Regions from separate parts of the Danio rerio genome. Here region 1 is linked to region 2. Evidence: chromatin contacts called from public Hi-C data. All regions are on one chromosome and are shown on one strand. Each heading gives the region's core, a stretch centred on a gene start, on an enhancer-like site or on the middle of the called end of the contact. The rest is flanking DNA. Distances are from core to core; before and after follow the strand shown. Region 1 holds the start of sf3b6 (splicing factor 3b, subunit 6). Region 2 holds the start of fam49a (family with sequence similarity 49 member A).

Region 1 (4,861 bases), core at 2,001-4,500, 180 kb before region 2:
TAACTTTAAAACAACATTAGCTCTATTTAATGTTATACTTTGATAGTCATTTGATGCTAATATGTTTTCTCATTGGGGTAAGGTTTTATATTTGCACATTCTGACTTTTCCTTAATATTAGAATTTCAAAAAGTATTCTTTGCCAATTCTGAATAGGGAAGTCATTTTAGCGGCCAAAGACTAACAAAAGACAACATGGTTCACAGTCAATCAAATAGTGCTGACGTTGTTTTGAAGTCATACTTGCATGCTATTTCTGCCCAAATATTCAAAGTAGAGTGGTAAAAAATATAGAGACCATATCACAAGTTTTCACTGAATGATCGCGTGAATATCAAAACTAGAGCTGCGCGATATTTGGAAAAAAAAAACTGACATTGCAATATTTTTATTCACTGCTATATATATATATATACAATTTCAGCAGACGACTAGCTTGTAAAGATTAGGATGATTCTGCAGGGGAGTGTATCTGTATAAAGTATTATATTAAAATGACTAGCATAGTTAAATACAATGGACAAAAGATGCAAATAAACAAAGATTTATAATTTTATGGGCAGTCAAACAGTATTCAGTAATCAATCTATAATAATCATAATAATAATAATGATCATAATAATAATAGCATTGTGTCATTTAATTGCATACAAATGAATAATTAACCTTTAAGCTACAAACGTTTAATTTATTGTGCCCAAATGTTTAGGTTTGTTTGAAATTATTACAGTTAGGTCTTAAAATCACTGGCAAATAATAATGAATCCACTAGGCTTCGGATGACAACTATTTTCAAGTTATACCGCAGTTTGGAAAAGTCAAGGTTTTAAAACCGCCAAATTTTTCTGTAATACCATTTTTTTTTTTTTTTTTGTTTTGAAAACAGTAGAAGTCAATGATTCATTTGAATTATTTAGCCTGATGTTTACTTTTCCAAAAGAATTTAAATCTCTCAAAATAAAATCTATTGTGTTCAAAGGGGAAAAAAGTTTTTGTTTTTTTACCCAGACATTTAAAAAGAATATTTTAGAGCAGTAATCACAATATCATGATACAGTGATATTTTTATTCAAGGTTATCATACCATCAGAATCTTATACTGGCCCATACCTAGACTCCACTATGTTGTTAACTGTAATGTCTTGTCAACTATAATCTCGACTACATTGCAGATCCCTGTGATGTGATTGTGGACACACACATTGCGATATAGATGCTGAAACGATATATTGTGCCCTAATCAAAATCTAATTCACTTCAATTGATTTCCCTATTAACAATTTGCAGAGTAGTTTTCTGTACTTATATTCAGAAAGAGGAGAAAGTCAGAAAGTGCAAATATAAAACTTTACCACAATGATAAAACGTATACAGTGTTTCCTCTAGGTTTTTTCCACCTGTGGCAGCATGCCTTTTTTTTACACAGATAACCTGTGGCATTATTTCAATGACAAACGTCGTGAGTGCAGTATTAGAAGTCGAGATTGCATTTATGTGATAGCCTACAGCATACGAATCTCATTGCTTGTGCACTGATTTCCTCTGCTCGTGCACAAAACTTCTTAAACGCCCTTCAAATATAAGCCGCATCAAGAGCTTGCAGATCTTCTTGTGCACTTTCAAATAAATGCTGCTGAAGAGCGATTTATTGAGTTTATGTAACGAGTATATCTCCAGCATTTATTAGACTTGCTAGGAATATTTATGAATGTGTCCAATAGACCTACAGAGCCGTATTAATGCGTCCTGAAGTAAAGTGAAACAGCTATACGTCGTGTTTGCTGGCCTCACGCACCTGTCAGTCAGTCAGCCTGTAACCTTGAAGGGTTAAACAAATGACGCACATCACTACTACGGTTACAGAAATGTTCACGCTGTTATAATTAACTTACCCTTTAATAAGTTTTGGTGTGATTATCACCCGCTATTAAAAAAATAAAATGTTTTGAATGAGAAGCGGTAATGTAGCCTTGGCAGGATGAATTTTGGCATGACGCCCCGCCATGGAAGAATGAATGTAGCGGAAACCATGGCATAAACCCTTTGTGTGAAAGTATGTTAATGCAAGAAACAGACTGATACTCACACTCTGATTTGACGAATAGGCCCATACTTTCCAAAAATGTCATACATCTCCTCTGCAGTGATCTTGTAAGGAAGGTTACGGATATATAATATCCGGTTCACCTCAGGAGGTAAACGAATCTGAAAAGATGCCAACAAAGAACAGTGTTGAGACAGACCAGGATTTCTGTAGGTTTCTTCAAGTGTAATTTAAAACTTTAAGACCTTTAAGATTGATTTTTTTTTACTTTTACAGGGTTAAACACTAAGAATTATTTTCTAATGACCCAGATACTTCTGTAAATAGTTTATCTGTTAATAATTAAAGATCATGTAAAAGAATGTTTTGCTTCAGTTCTCTTTCCCAGATTAGGGAATTTAATTTAGAGAATTTGCTGTAAAATGTCTGCTGTTGTGAATTGCACCTCTTTGCAGTAAAAAAATAATAAAAAAATAAAAATATAAAACCAAAAGTTGACATGGTAATTTGGTGTTGAATTAATTGGGTAGATCTTTTTATTATTTAAGACCTACAACAAAATATTTCAGTGAATTTATGACTTTTTAACGCAAAACGTAAAATTTTTACTTTTGAAATTTACGACATTTAAAGACCCTGCGGATACCCTGCAGACAAACGTAAATACACGTTTTCTTATTGTTAATTCACAAAGATTTAAGATTTTGAACACCCTCGTGGCTTTAAAAAAACATTTAAGAATGAAAGAGATTTCGTGAATGAATATATGTACACAATTGGGTACGTTTTGATCACGTTTGTACACCCAGCGAACGTATTACACGATATATTACATATCGGGGAATACATTTTACCATATATTATAACATTAACATTTAATATTACATTAACAACTTATCTTAGCTATTCACATTTATAATAGAAAAACAACAAACAGCGATCTTGTATGTCGGGATTAGCCGTCGAAGGGCTAACTTAACACTGTCAACAATACGAACATTTGAACGATTAAAACAAAATTGAACTTACATTCGCTCGTTTAGCCGCTTGCATCGCCATGGCTGGATTTATTTAAAGGAAACTTTTCGAGAAAAACTCTCTTACTGTGGAAATAAAAAGCAAGCTAGCACAAGCTCAAAATCTACGCACTTTGGATCGTTTGACGGCGCAGTGTGATGACGTCTTTCCGGGAAATCCAATGGCCATGTTCCTTTGAGATGACGTCAAGCTCATATTTTTTTATTCTATGCTTAATAAAATTCAAAATTGACAAGTAAACTGTACCATCTTGATGTTTTTTGCCTTAATTTTGATTGAATTGTATTCTACTGGCTGTTCTTTATTTATCTATTCTCTTCTTGTAATTATATGGATTGTTCATATGAAAAAAAAAATAAATAAGAAATAAAAACCATTAATGATTTAAAAATCATTTATGATGGTGGATTTGTTCCCATGATTGGCCATTTATTAAATGATTTTCATGATTTATGTAACGATTTCTAATTATTCTTTGGCCAAATTTCACATTAAACCCTATAAATTCAATTATTAACAGTTTAGTTTTTAAATTCCATATATTCATATTCAACGTACAGCAAAAATTCATTAAAACCTGTAATGAAGGTTAATATATGTTTTAATTATTATACTTAATAATACTTTAATTATTATACTTTTATATTATACTTACCAATGCTTACCTTGTTTACCTTACAATAAGTAAAAAAACTTATCAGGAAAAAAATCCATTAAACACTTTGGTGTAATAAGAACTACGTTACATTATAGGAACCATTTTTGGGAAATATTTAGTTGAACTGTAATTTGTGTGTTTGTTTGTTTTTATTATTTAATAATTTATCTTTGTCACATTTAGAGGGTGGGTTTTTGACATATACTGAAGTGAGCCACCAGGTGGCGATCAATGATTGGACATTAAAACTTTACGAGTTCAGCTCTCTGCTGCCATCTAACTGAAGACTTTTGTTATGAATGATATAGGGCATTCCAGTTGTGCAGTTCATTGGCGTTTTTTGCCAGTTATTTTCTAGGGCTAGACTAGAAAATTGATAAATATTAATTAAAAAGTTGATTAAATGCTTGAAGTGTTGATTAATTAAAAAGTTGATTAATGCTTGGAGTATGGATAGAAATATTCAACACATATAAAGAAAATTACAGTTAAACAGCAGAGGTAGATTCAGGAGCATAGTTATCCAGTATGAGACAAAATATTTAACAATACTCCAGTCTACAGACTGGTCAAAAACTTACAACTCAGGATTTATGGCAGCAAAAACAACATGATTTATGAGAATGACGAAAACTGGAGATTTTAGTAGATTACAGAGATCACGATTTTTACAGTTTTACAGATTTCAGTTGCAAAATAATAATAATGATAAAATTAACACAAGTTATATTTTTATGAATACCTCCTCAAGAGGTGAATGAGGTGCAGAGAAAGGATTGACCGAATAGGCCTGGAAAGTTAGCTAAGAAATGTTATGCTCCTTTGTAAAAGTATTTTCAAAATGCTACTGTTCTTTATTTTGATACATTTTGTAGTTTCAAGAATTCACACTTAGCTCATGATTTATAAATAGCCTGATCGGCATGCTGTTCCGGGAGAGAGCCCTGAACTCAAGGGATCCTTGGGCCCAGGGCTACCTCCCTTTCGCAGGGCAAGGCGAGATTGAGCTCAAGTCGATCTCAAAACTCCCCCGCTGCTGAGGCTAAAGTGAACTTCCTGAGAGTAAGACATTAAAAAAAAAAAAGATTTAGGCTTATTTTGTCTATATTATAGAGCATATT
Region 2 (4,794 bases), core at 2,071-4,570:
TCTCCAGGTGCTTATGTGCTTTTCTAGCCACAATGAAAACTTTGTCAGGATGGAAGACTGGTCAAACTGCCCTGAAACAAGATCCCTGTCATTTCAAAAGATATCGTGCAAAGCCATACCCAGAGGCTGAACCCGTACACTGAGCACCGCAGCTGTCGCCATTCGTCTGGCAGCAGGCAGCATTTCACAATTGATCTGGGAAAACAATAATAAATCTCCAAATTCTCTGAATGTCCAAAGAAGCACAAAAACTGAAACACTAAAGCAACTGGAAGAGAAGAGTAGCTCAGCAGCAACTTGTCAGACTGACTTTAAATCATGGGGGTGTCCTAACTGGCGCTCCATCAATCCCTGTACAGGATCCAATGGGTGGGATTAGACTTTCCCAGCTCTCCTGAGTGTCAGTAAAGAAGCAGCTGCTGTGGTCTAGTGTTGACAATAACAACCTGGAGCTTCTCTTCGCCAACTAAGCACTTTGAAAAAAGGCTTTATCCTCAAAAATGCAATTGTATAGGGCTACATTTTAAGCTTAATTGCATTTGGTGCATGACTGGAATGCTAGTATCTTAGTATTTTATCCAGCAACAGAAGAACATGGAAACTATGCAAAAAATGTTTACAGAACAGTCGTCTCAACTCAAATGATCTTTCATATGGGGCAAGGTTAAAGCACAGTTCTCTCAAAAATGAAGTTTTTACAATAATTTATGCAAAAACATCCAAGATGCTGGTTACTTTATTTTTCTTTAATAAAAAAATGTAAAAATGTTCTTGATACATAAAATGCAAGCCATTTATATAACCAGCACATTGGGAGTCAAAAAACATAAAGAGGGAAAAAAAATAATAATACCCACAACTGCTGACAAAACAGCGCAAGATTCGTGGTGCATAATCATAAATGCATTGGAGCAAACTCTCATGAGTTAACACGGTTTGGTTACAATTTTTGTTTTATAGTTTTATATATTCAGAATAAGCAAAAGTACAGTTCAGATGGATAATACAACACTGAACACTAGGGATAGGAGGATAACCGGATTCAAGGTTTACCACAGTTTGAAAAAAAGTCAAGGTTTTGAAACCGCAAACATTTTTTATACCGTTCCTAAGGTGCATTTTTTATGACTATTTCATTAGGTTCTTTAGGGCAACAGTATTTACAGCAAAAGGACCGTCCAAATTTAAAAGCTACTGGCCAGCTTCACAATTCGGGAACTGTTTTAAAAACAAGTCACTTACACCAACATACAAGCATGAAGCATGCTGTAGACCTGAACAGTGCAGTGGCTTTACTTTATATACAAAAAAAAAAAAAGCTATGCAAAATAATCTTAAAATAAAACATATTGTGCTCAATGGGGAAAAAGTTGTTTTTATAACCATACATTTTAAAAGAACGTATTTTAGAGCAGTAATCACAATACTGTGAAACCATAAAACCTTGATTTTTTTATCTAAGGTTATCATACTGTCAGAATTTTATACCGGCCCATGCCTACTGAACACACACTTCATCCCTCAGCAGTGTAAACAAGAAGCATCAGTTCATGAGCAAGTTTGCATCTGTCTGCATCATGTGACAGGAAGCTTGCACTGCAGACTATCGTGAGCATGCTAAAGACCACTTACTGAGGCATTAAAGATAATTGCCATTTTACATTATTAGAAAACGTGATAATAGCTACAATATTTTAAAAAACTAAACAAAAAAAAATTTTTAGAGAAAAGATTTTTAGAAAAGATTAGAAAACATCACAACTGATATTGAAAATGAACAGTCATGGTTTACTGTTAAATAAAACAAAACAGACACTTTAACAATGTAAATATTACCACCACTTCGATTCACTAGTGTAGTTATATCAACCTGAAATCATCAAGAACAATCAGATAAACAAAAACACCTGAAAAAGAGTCAAGTTACTTCTTTGTTAATTGTTATCTACTGACTTTCTTATCATGGTTTGATTGTTGGTCATACAATATTTCAGAATCCATGCTAAAATGTTACAGATTTCTGTAAAAACTCTGCTTGGTCTCTTTCAGAGGGTGTGCTAAATCACCAACTTATCGCAAAAGCACTGTGAGCTAATATATATGCAGTATTTCAATACATTGCCAAGCCCTAATAGTAATATTGTTATAAATAATGTTCAGTTTTTCGCTTAAAGAGACCTCAATGTATCATTAGGAGCAATGGGTATTAATTCTGTTTTGCCTGTATGGTTTTTTTTTCACTCAGTGGCAATAAAAGTAGCACATTCTGATACACCAAAAAGCACAGATTCAGCTATAAATATATTTTAAATTTAATTAAAGAAAACAAATGTCACCTGTGTAATTTTGGGATGAACTATTCATTTTAAAGCTGGTATATTTCTGGTATATTGACTCTTGAGTCAAGTGTAACGTTACGAGGATTAAACCTTCGAGCAATGTCAGCAGTGTATATCCTTGACATACCACATGTATTAAGTCGTCATCACGCAGAGATATAACGTAAACGATATTCAAATTTCTCATTTCAATTTAAAACCAGATACAAACGTATTTGTGCTGCAGATCAACCGTTGGCAGTTAAACACCGTTACAGGCACGAGACTCACTGCCAAATGACAACTTCATTTACGTTTAACAGCCAGCGGGTGGGCTTTACTAAAACACCAGTAACGTTACGCTCTTAACCCAAACATATTCAAAACACATTTTGTGTATAAACATAAATTATCTGTACAGCTTTAATGTTCTTTAAATTCTCGTGATAATCGCTGTCGCAGTTAACAGCCACAAAAATCAATCACTGAACTCTACTAACGTTAGCGCCTTCCTCTTCGATACAGCCTAGTTCTGACTAACGTTAAGGGTTAAATAAAAAATATACCTGCTCTGTGAAACCTAAAACATATAACCAAATAAGATCCTTATGAGAACAGCAGAATAAAAACTCAAACATCGATGTTGCAGTGAAGTCGCACTTCCTGCGGCTCTGGGAATATTGAGGCGTTTGACAAGAGAGCGCCACTCTTCCAAATAATATAAACTGAGGAATTTGCAACAATTCATGTTTTATTCTTCAACGTAACATTAAGGATGCAGACACGTACAAGTAGTCTTGTTGTACTTACCAATAATTTCCGCAAATAACGTTTTTACAGAGATTTCTCTTCTGTCAACTCCAGCGACTCGGACAGCTCCACCTTCTACTTCACTAGTTTAGTTGCAGTCAACTCAGTGCACTGGAAAACACACACAACCGCGTGAACACCGCGACAGGCGCCCAATTCAAAATGGCCACCCGAGGAGTCAGCTTTTCATAATAAAAGTCGAGTTAAAAGGCGTTTATTTATTTATTATTTTCTTTTGTGCATCCTTTTGAACGTTTTGTCTTCTGCATTTTATTTTATATTATCTGATTTATGCTAAAGAACTCAAATAACACAATTATATTACTTTCTTTGATTGAACTTCTAAATATTTCATCCAAAGAAAACAATCTTACATTAGTTGTAAAATATATTTATACTAGGGACTTTTAGGGATACTACAGGGATATTTTTGTATCAGGACAATATTTCCACACACATTAAACCGCAATATTTTTCGCAGTGCCATTTAACCATTAGCATTTTAACCATTTTTGTTTACAAGCTTCCCTTTTGGCGAGGCATCTAAAATGTAAATATATATTTTTAAAATTCATAATAATGAAAAAAAACTTAAATTATAAACAGAACAAAAGGTATTCGATCATTTAGCTGACTTTATCAGTGGGGATTTCAGATGTTCTAAGCAGACAGAGGCATCTAGTGGACAATAACATTAATGCAGGCATACAAAATTAATAATCATGTAAAAATCAACAGCAAGTTTGTTTGTCTGTCAACATACATTGATGACAATAATGATTCAGGCAATTGACTGCAGGTGATTACAATGCAAACACTTTTGGATGACAAGTTTTTAAAATTATATTTTAATATTAGCTATTATTTTAAATAGTAACTAATTTGCATAATTTGAATCTGTACATAAGACATGAACATAAAAACAGTTTAATTTTTTACAAACAAAAGTTTTTAAAGAGTAGATTTTGAGAATCTTTTTAATAAAAGTCTTTTGCACAATAAATATTATACATAATCAGGCATATTGCATATGAACATAACCCTCTGTGATAATCTTCAGTATACAGATTTGAAGTAAACTGAAGTGCTCCTGAAATGGTGATTTATGAATCGGTGTAAATAAAAAAGTACATACTGTAAATAAAAATTACGAACTGAATCTACTGATAAATATCGATAAATACTTTAAAACTGTAGTTTGTATGTTTTTCCTTAAGAGTAAAAAAAAAAAAAACATTCAAAATCTCACAACTAAAAGGTGTATGAAAAAATGCCTGCACTGTCTCACCATTAAGACATGATAATAACTCAACTCTAAACTAAACAATCATTCATGTTGCAATCACAACATGATCCAGCAGATGTCCCAACTCTTCATTTGATTCTTCACATGTCTGTCTCCTTCATGGTTGTCCTTCAAAAAGAGTCACAGCTGGAACAAAAGAATTCATTATAAAAATGTCATTTTGTTGTGTAATTTTCAGTTCATCCTTGGTTAAATTAAAAATACGAGCCCAATAAATTATACGAGAGTGCACATAGGCTTACTTGGTGTGCTTCTATGAGATCTCTGTGATGCACGGAACCCCTCTTTACTCAGTCTAGGCACTGGAGGCCTCACAGGACCAGGACGTATCCCTGCATTCCACTGGGACGTCTGGGAAAT

Evidence for each region. Hi-C and Micro-C count contacts between places; a contact is called where the count stands out from the background.
Region 1: a contact with region 2 is called in a Hi-C map of hematopoietic stem cells, with 2.4 times the contacts expected there. The contact joins the promoter of sf3b6 here to the promoter of fam49a in region 2. A contact is called at or near these places in 2 of 18 Hi-C or Micro-C datasets (hematopoietic stem cells and an unstated tissue) and 1 of 4 datasets of contacts at active chromatin or transcription factors (embryo).

Annotation. Positions count from the first base shown.
Region 1 is chr20:38,721,688-38,726,548 of GRCz12tu, reverse strand. sf3b6 (splicing factor 3b, subunit 6) reads right to left here and starts at 3,250. Exons shown (of 4, transcript NM_001002067.1): 1 at 3,074-3,250; 2 at 2,087-2,205. The coding sequence starts at 3,103.
Region 2 is chr20:38,546,070-38,550,863 of GRCz12tu, reverse strand. It overlaps fam49a (family with sequence similarity 49 member A), which reads right to left and starts at 3,320. Exons shown (of 12, transcript NM_200108.2): 1 at 3,129-3,320. It overlaps fbxo16 (F-box protein 16), which reads right to left. Exons shown (of 9, transcript NM_001017680.2): 8 at 4,677-4,794; 9 at 4,088-4,560. The coding sequence ends at 4,532.